Regions from separate parts of the Mus musculus genome. Here region 2 is linked to region 1. A link is a contact called in public HiCAR-type data. All regions are on one chromosome and are shown on one strand. Each heading gives the region's core, a stretch centred on a gene start, on an enhancer-like site or on the middle of the called end of the contact. The rest is flanking DNA. Distances are from core to core; before and after follow the strand shown.

Region 1 (3,516 bases), core at 131-2,630:
AAATTTTAAAAGGCAAAATGAGAACGGATTTTTAAGGAATGAATCAGTTATCACTAAACAATAAAATAAGGTGCAATCTTACCACCTCCAACTTTTAAATTCCTGCCTAGATACTACAAACAACATAACAAAGCAAGGGAACATGGAGAGAGAGGGTGTAATGACCAGGACTATGAAGAACAAAAGTGTCTTCGTCTGTCATATGCAGCTCATCTCCCTGTGATAGGGCTATGGAAGGAAGAAGTGAGGGGAAAAGTGGACTTGGGTTAGAGAGAGCAAAAGTGCAAGCTGAAGCACACCCACTACTCCTTCAAAACAGACTGAGGGGAGAGACCCTTGCAGGGAACAGTCTAGACCATGGTCCCATCCCTCAGAGCTGTACCCTGTCTCTCCCTCTCCAGCTGTCTCCAACTCATCCTGTGGCTGCAATGTCCCATAGTCCTTGACCTTCCTTCTTACAGACTGTCATGGTTTGAATATGCTTGTCGCAAGGAGTGGCCCTATTTGGAAGTGTGACCTTGTTGGAGTAGGTGCAGCCTTGTTGGAGTGGGTGTGGCCTGGTTGGAGTGGGTGTGGCCTGGCTGGAGTGGGTGTGGCCTGGCTGGAGTGGGTGTGGCCTGGTTGGAGTAGGTGAGTCACTGTGGGCATGGGCTTTAAGACCTTCATCCTAGCTGCCTGGAAGCCAGTCTTCTCCTAAGACACAGACCTTTCCTATCTGTTTCCTTTCGGCACTTATCCCAATTTGTAACAGAGTAACTTATTAGTTGACACGTCACCCTACTAGATGCCTATGTGCCGCTCACAGACCTACTCTGCCTGTGCTTCCAGATGCTTATATAAACTTTAACTGTTATAATACCGCTGTGACCAGTCAGGTAATCGTGGCAACTACGTTCTGAGAGAACAATCGGATCACGGACTTGCTGCAGAGATACTATGACCCACAAAATCTAAACTCTACGACTAGCTCTCTACAGAGAAGCCCGCCAGCTCTACAGAAGATCCAGTCTCTCCTCAGGAAGTGATTATGTCTGATTCGTATGCCTCCCCCTAGCAGTGCTTTCCATAGAAAGAACTTGACACATCTGCTCACTGAATAAACTTGGGAAAATGAGGAAGGATGGGGAATGGTGTGTACTCAGTGCTCCAAGAACCGCACATCTGTATGCTCCTTTGATCTCCCCCACAAACCCAAGGCAGAGAGTCCTTGCATCCTACACAAGGAAATGTTGAGGCAAAGCTGCCAAGCTCACTGAGCCAGTGAGGGCAGAGCCAGGGACTCACACGTCTGTCTCCGGAATCAGCTGCTGACTACGAACGAGTCAGGCCAGAGAATGCTTCGTTCACATTTTTAGTAATTCCTGAGCTGTGAGTGGAGGGAGCAGGCAGACGGCCAGGAGTGTTTTCTGGCTGCGGACTGGGCATCTCCCTGAGTGTTATGAATGGCCATCCCGGTTATGAGCACGCAAACACCACCATAGCGCTTCAGGGCTCCTAAGCAACACTGAACCTAACTCTCCCTGCCAATAAATCACCAATGGGCACGCCCCGCCCCCACCTCCCAGGCGAAGGAGGGCTGTGTATGATGAAGCTGAAGAGGCTGAAGTAACTTGCCAACATGAGGCCTGAGCCGGCAGAGCTCAGTGGTGGCCACACTCTACAACTCCAGCTCCTGGTCGGAGAACCATTTCTAAGCACTTCTCTGGGCTTCGGCAGGAAGCCAGCCATTCGTAAGAAGGCACAGCATGACAGATACATGACAGCATGAGTTCCTGTCACTTATGTGACTCTGGAAGGGGTGATGTTTCTCAGCAGCCTAACATGATCCCATGTAACAGCTGTTCCACGGAAGCCCAGCGTCTACTCCTGGGACATCTGACAACGCAGTGGCACAGAGTCGCCCTACTCGGTGAAGGACACCTGCAGGGGGCTCTGGCTGATGAAAGTCACACAAGTTAACTTCAATTCAGGAGCATAGGAGAAACAGCAGAGTCTATGTCTGTTTTCCAGCCCAGAGTGGAGAAGGACAAAATTGCCACCCAGCCACTGACTACAGGGAACCAGGAACAAGAACTTCACTTGGCCCCAGATCCCTCCGCAGGGATGATGTCCCTTCGGCTCTGACTTCCCCCATCTGTTCTCATCTCATTACTTTTCCAAGAGGTGGTGTTAGGGGCCGGGTCCTGGCAAGGCCTGGAAGGTGGTTCCGCTCCGCACAGTTTTACTGCACAGTCATCTCATCTTCCCACTGCCCCAGCCTGCCATCCTGGTCTCTGCGCTCAAGGTCCACAGTGAAAACAATGAGCCAGGCGACCCTGCTCTGGGCAAAAGGAGAAGAGAGTTGCCATGCCTGAGTATTAGCTGCCCAGTCACCTCTAGGAATCACATCCTTCCTGAGCAGTGTGGCGCCATTAGAAATATTTAATATAACGAGAAAAAAAAATCAGCAATGTATGGATTATAAAAGCAGAAATCTAAACCTCTGCATTGTCCCCCCTCATGGCAAAGAGTGTGGTGGTGGGAGAAGGAAGGAGTGAGCAGTCCTTTAATGTTGCTTGAAAGCGTTAGCACCAGCACCAGCCAGCTCCAGAAGTGCAAACACATATCCACAACAAGTGGCCAGAGCAATTCTGTATCTGTCAGGCTGAGTCATAAAAACAAAACAAAACAAAACAAAACAAACAAACAAAAAAAAACAACAACAACTTGAGGCTTCTATTTTACATATCTTTGGGTTTCTATTTCATTTGGCTCATCCTTTTTTAAAAATTGTATTTTACTAAAAGATACGGGTCTGAGACAGACTGAAAATAAAGACAAAGCACGCACTTTTTCACAGACTTTGAAAATAATTGCCCAAAGCCAAGCACGGAAAGGAGACTGAGTGTCTTCCGTCACACGTCTGAACAGCTCCTCAGGCACACCTCTAGTAAAAGAGATGCAAGTAGAAAGAAAAAAAAAAAAAAAAAGCTAACAGGCCATTTGCCCCCAACCGCCAAGCGTAAGAGGTTTCAGTGTGACACCTGTTAAGTAAGGCACACTGTTGGCAATACCAGCTGTGTGTGTGTCCTTGTAGTTTTGTTGGGAAAACAAAAAACAAACAAACAAACAAACAAAAACCAACCAAACAAACAAAAACCCAAAGATTTAAAAACTACTAGTGGCTAGGCAGTGGTGGCACATGCCTTTGATCCCAGCACTCAGGAGGCAGAAGTGAGTGTATCTCCGAGTTCGAGGTCAGCCTGGTCAACATAGCACATTCCAAGACATCCAGGGCTACAAAGAGAAACTTTGCCTGCAAAAAAAAAAACCAGGAGGAGGAGGAGGAGGAAGAAGGGAAGAAGAGGAGGAAGAAGAAGAGGAGGAGAAAAGTGCTAGCTGACAGAGACCTGGTGGATAAGGGTGCTGTTTACAGAGTACAGAGCACAAAAGCAGATAGGATAATCCATGTGTACTAAATGGACTGTGTTTGTAAAAACTAGAAGGAAGAGACTGAAGGAGAGAGCTTAGAAGTTA
Region 2 (3,555 bases), core at 909-3,408, 950 kb after region 1:
CACCATGTACTCTCTGCCAACATGTGTTTTCTCAGCACAGACACAATGGAGCCTACCAACCCTGAGCCTAAATAACTCTTTCCTAGGGCATCTGCTATAGTGGCACAGGGCTAACAGACAGAAAAACAAAAACAGAAAAACACAGGTGCAACACAATCAAGGCAGAGTGGTTGTACTTACTCTTAGTTTAGTTCAGAAAATTTTCACCCAACAGGATTGGGGTATAGAGCTCAGGGGTGGAGCACCTGCTTAGTAAAACAAGCATGAAGCCTAGGCTTGATCCCTGGGTGCAGCCTCTACCCAGAAAAATTATCAAGGAGTATGTTGCACACAGGAAGACTGAAAAGCTGGCTTAGCAGAGCTCAAAAGACCTTGGAATATGTCTGTTAAACTCTACATCTTTGTGAAATGAGTGGGGTTTTTTGTGTCTCATTTGTTGTGCAGAACAACCCATGCCATGCACATTGTGTGACCCTGGAGATGCCTGTCTCCTGCGGGCCATACTCTCCCAGTATAATTTTAAAGTAAAATGCCAGTATATGTTTTTAACACACATATTTTCACTTTTTAAAATTTCGCCTATAATCCTTAGTTGCCATTTCATCCTTAGAATTCTTGACTTCAGCTTTGACTCTGAACCCCGTGTAGCCAGGGGTGACAGTGAACTTCTGGTCGTCCTGCCTCCACTTCCCACGTACACCAATGTGCCTGTGTTATGCGGTGCTGAGGACTGAATCCAAGGCCTTGTATGTAGTGAGCAAGAATGCAGAGGTATATTCCCCAACCTCAATCTTAGCTCTATGTAATAGAATGGCCCTGTAACTATACAAACCAGGCAGATATTATCACAACTACTATGTTAGAAAGCAAACTAAATGTAAAAATATTACAAGGGGGAAAAAAAACCCCAAACTACAGTATTTTTTTATTTTCATTTTTATTTTGGTTTTTCGAGACAGGGTTTCTCTGTATAGCCCTGGCTGTCCTGGAACTCACTTTGTAGACCAGGCTGACCTCGAACTCAGAAATCCGCCTGTCTCTGCCTCCCGAGTGCTGGGATTAAAGGTGTGTGCCACCACTGCCCGGCCCGGCTAGTATTTTTTGACTATTGACAAAACTTGTCTGATTTTGTTTGGAAAATTTAGAAAATTGGATTTTAGGTAGAGTGACCAACAAGTATCTTGGATGTAGGAAAAAGATATGGTGAAGAGAGGAATTTCTATTTCCCAGTGACCACAGGATGCCTCTAATTATCTTGCCAGATTACTTGTTATTAAAGAACCAATAGTTTATGCTTTTCTTTCACTAAATTAACAATTATAAAATACTTGAAGTGACTAAGTATTTCATGACCAATGGCTATAGCAATTTTTTCATGATGTTTCCATTCTTTTGACTTCGGTCTTATGAATCACAGGTTGGCCTTAACTGGATATACAGCTGTGTAGTACCCTAAACTTCTGGCCCCCCTGCCTCCACCTGCCCTGTGCTGAGATTACAAGCATCATTTGTGTGGTGCTGATGATTGAGCTCAGGACTGTCTGAGTGCCTGCTAGGCACTCACTCTATCAACTGAGCTACATCCCTAAACAACCTTCAAGTTACGTAGGTATGGCTAAGACATGATCTGTGTTGGCATGTTAACAGGTTTGAACAAGTCTGTGTAAATATGTGCCCCACAGCAGTCCTTTGGGCTTTTATGTACTGAGGCTCAGCCTGGAGTCACCTGCTCACGGAGCTCCTGAGTGCTGTAGTAATGAAAGGGTTTTGGTAGCTGGGATGGGATACAAAGGAATATAAGAGTAAACCAAATGTGATCAGTTAGAGTCTTTTTCCAAGGTGATGTGAGTATGTCGGTCCTGAGGACAAGAACTCACTCATGGAGGACTTCATTAGCAACTTAAGGTCAAAGGGCACGTGGAGGAGGCCAGGCCTCTGTAAGCTTGGGACTCAAGGGGCTGAGAATCATCTCTTGCCTGCTTGGGAGCCTTGCTCACTTTTAAGTGGTCTTGTACAGTGAGGTAATCTATGGTGTGTCAGTTTGGGCTCCAAAAGTGGGTGGTCTTTGCAGAGGGAGGTGCTCCCTCACTCTGCCTCTGGCTGGAGCCAGTTCCTGCAGCTGGCCTGAAGGCAGCCTACAGACTGCACTCACGCATTTCTTCATTTCTCACTTGAGTGCCCTTCTTTGGGTCCCTTTCAACTGCCCACTTTAGATCGGCTTCATTACACCACCGCTCCGTTTGTCATGTAAATTGGGGGACTCGGGGAAGTTTTTCTTTTGGCCTTGTCTACTGAAGAATACCAAGAGGTATTCAAAACGTATTAACACAAATCAATGGCACCAATAAAAGCGAAATCTCCTTAGCAACATAGTCTTGATTGCAAAAGGAGAACGGAGAGCATTTAGCAGAACACTGGCCCACATGGAAGACGCATTTGTCTGGAAGAATCCAGCACAAAGCCTAAAAGAGAGATTTTGAAAAAATCCAAAATTAACTCACAGGGAACAGTTACTCTTTTTTTCAAAAGTCCACAATTGGCTACATTAAATCTATCGTGTGCTTTTGGCTCAGCAACATTGTATCTCAGCGCTTTGCAAACTGAAATTACAACACCCTGCATGCTTCACATGAGTTACAGGGTGTTTTTTGTTTGTTTTGTTTTTTGAGGTTTTTTTTTTTTTTTTCCTTGGTTGATTTCTTTGGGAGAGCAAACAAAACGTCTTAAGAAATATTCATCTCACACACAATGTGAAGAAAACTGAATGGCTATTTAACAATATCTAAGGCTGTAGGTACAAAGGTTGGGCTCTCTTAGGCTTTCTGCAATGGAGTCTAAAATACTAACTATACTGTGGGCAGCGATGGCATTTTGCTGCAGTCTCTATTTGAGAAAAAAAGAAGCAGAATACAATTCTGAGAATGCTCTCATTTTTGTTTGGATAAAAACAGTAAAAAGAACAGAAATTCAGAAAATAAGGTATCAGAAAAAAAAAAGCCCCCCAAGTCCCTCTAATAGAGATGATTCAGCAAAACAAACAAAAAATTCAAAAATTAAGCTTCTCTCTTAAATTGTTTCATGTACCATTTTCATTTTGTATCTTATGTAAAACAATTCCAGCAATGGAGGTAAAAAAAATCTTCAGTGCATACTACAAAATCTTGAAGCAAATAGAGTTGGGTATTTTTGTCAGAATCCTACCTCTATGTGGTATGTAGACACAAATGCACAGCTGAAGACAAAAACTGACTTTCTTATGGAGGATAACTGACTTGGTGGGGTGGGGGGTGGGGGGGCGCAGGAGGGTGTCAGCCTAATTACAATTTCTCCTGGGCTCCCTATATCATTAGCCACTTAGTGGCCATCTCTCACACCCTTTTAACAGGTACAACCTTTCGTGTGTATTAACACACCACTGGCTTCCACCAACTAAAAGGCTAAGAATGTCAACAGACAGCATCTGAGACCCACAGCTGACTGGAGGACTCCACGGACCTGGTATTTCCGTAGTTTTACTTCATCTCCTATGTTAAGTTCTGCAAGGATAAAAGCTGT

Evidence for each region. HiCAR-type assays count read pairs that join an accessible place to other places.
Region 2: a HiCAR-type map of astrocytes shows a contact between it and region 1, with 2.6 times the contacts expected there. The contact joins two enhancer-like sites. A contact is called at or near these places in 2 of 115 datasets of contacts at active chromatin or transcription factors (astrocytes and embryonic stem cells).

The regions. Positions count from the first base shown.
Region 1 is chr5:74,050,536-74,054,051 of GRCm38.p6, forward strand. All of the region lies in intron 1 of Usp46 (ubiquitin specific peptidase 46), which reads right to left. It overlaps Gm52817 (a long non-coding RNA gene), which reads left to right. Exons shown (of 2, transcript XR_003955934.1): 2 at 1-2,970. Among named protein-coding and RNA genes, the nearest start is that of Gm52817, 4.6 kb to the left of the region's middle. Within about 2 kb of position 1,381, at least 79 of the 459 cell types and tissues checked have an H3K27ac peak or open chromatin away from gene starts, as enhancers often do. A contact at or near this core is called in astrocytes, where this site is marked.
Region 2 is chr5:74,997,068-75,000,622 of GRCm38.p6, forward strand. No RefSeq gene overlaps it. Among named protein-coding and RNA genes, the nearest start is that of Gm52777, 14 kb to the left of the region's middle. Within about 2 kb of position 2,159, at least 36 of the 459 cell types and tissues checked have an H3K27ac peak or open chromatin away from gene starts, as enhancers often do. A contact at or near this core is called in astrocytes, where this site is marked.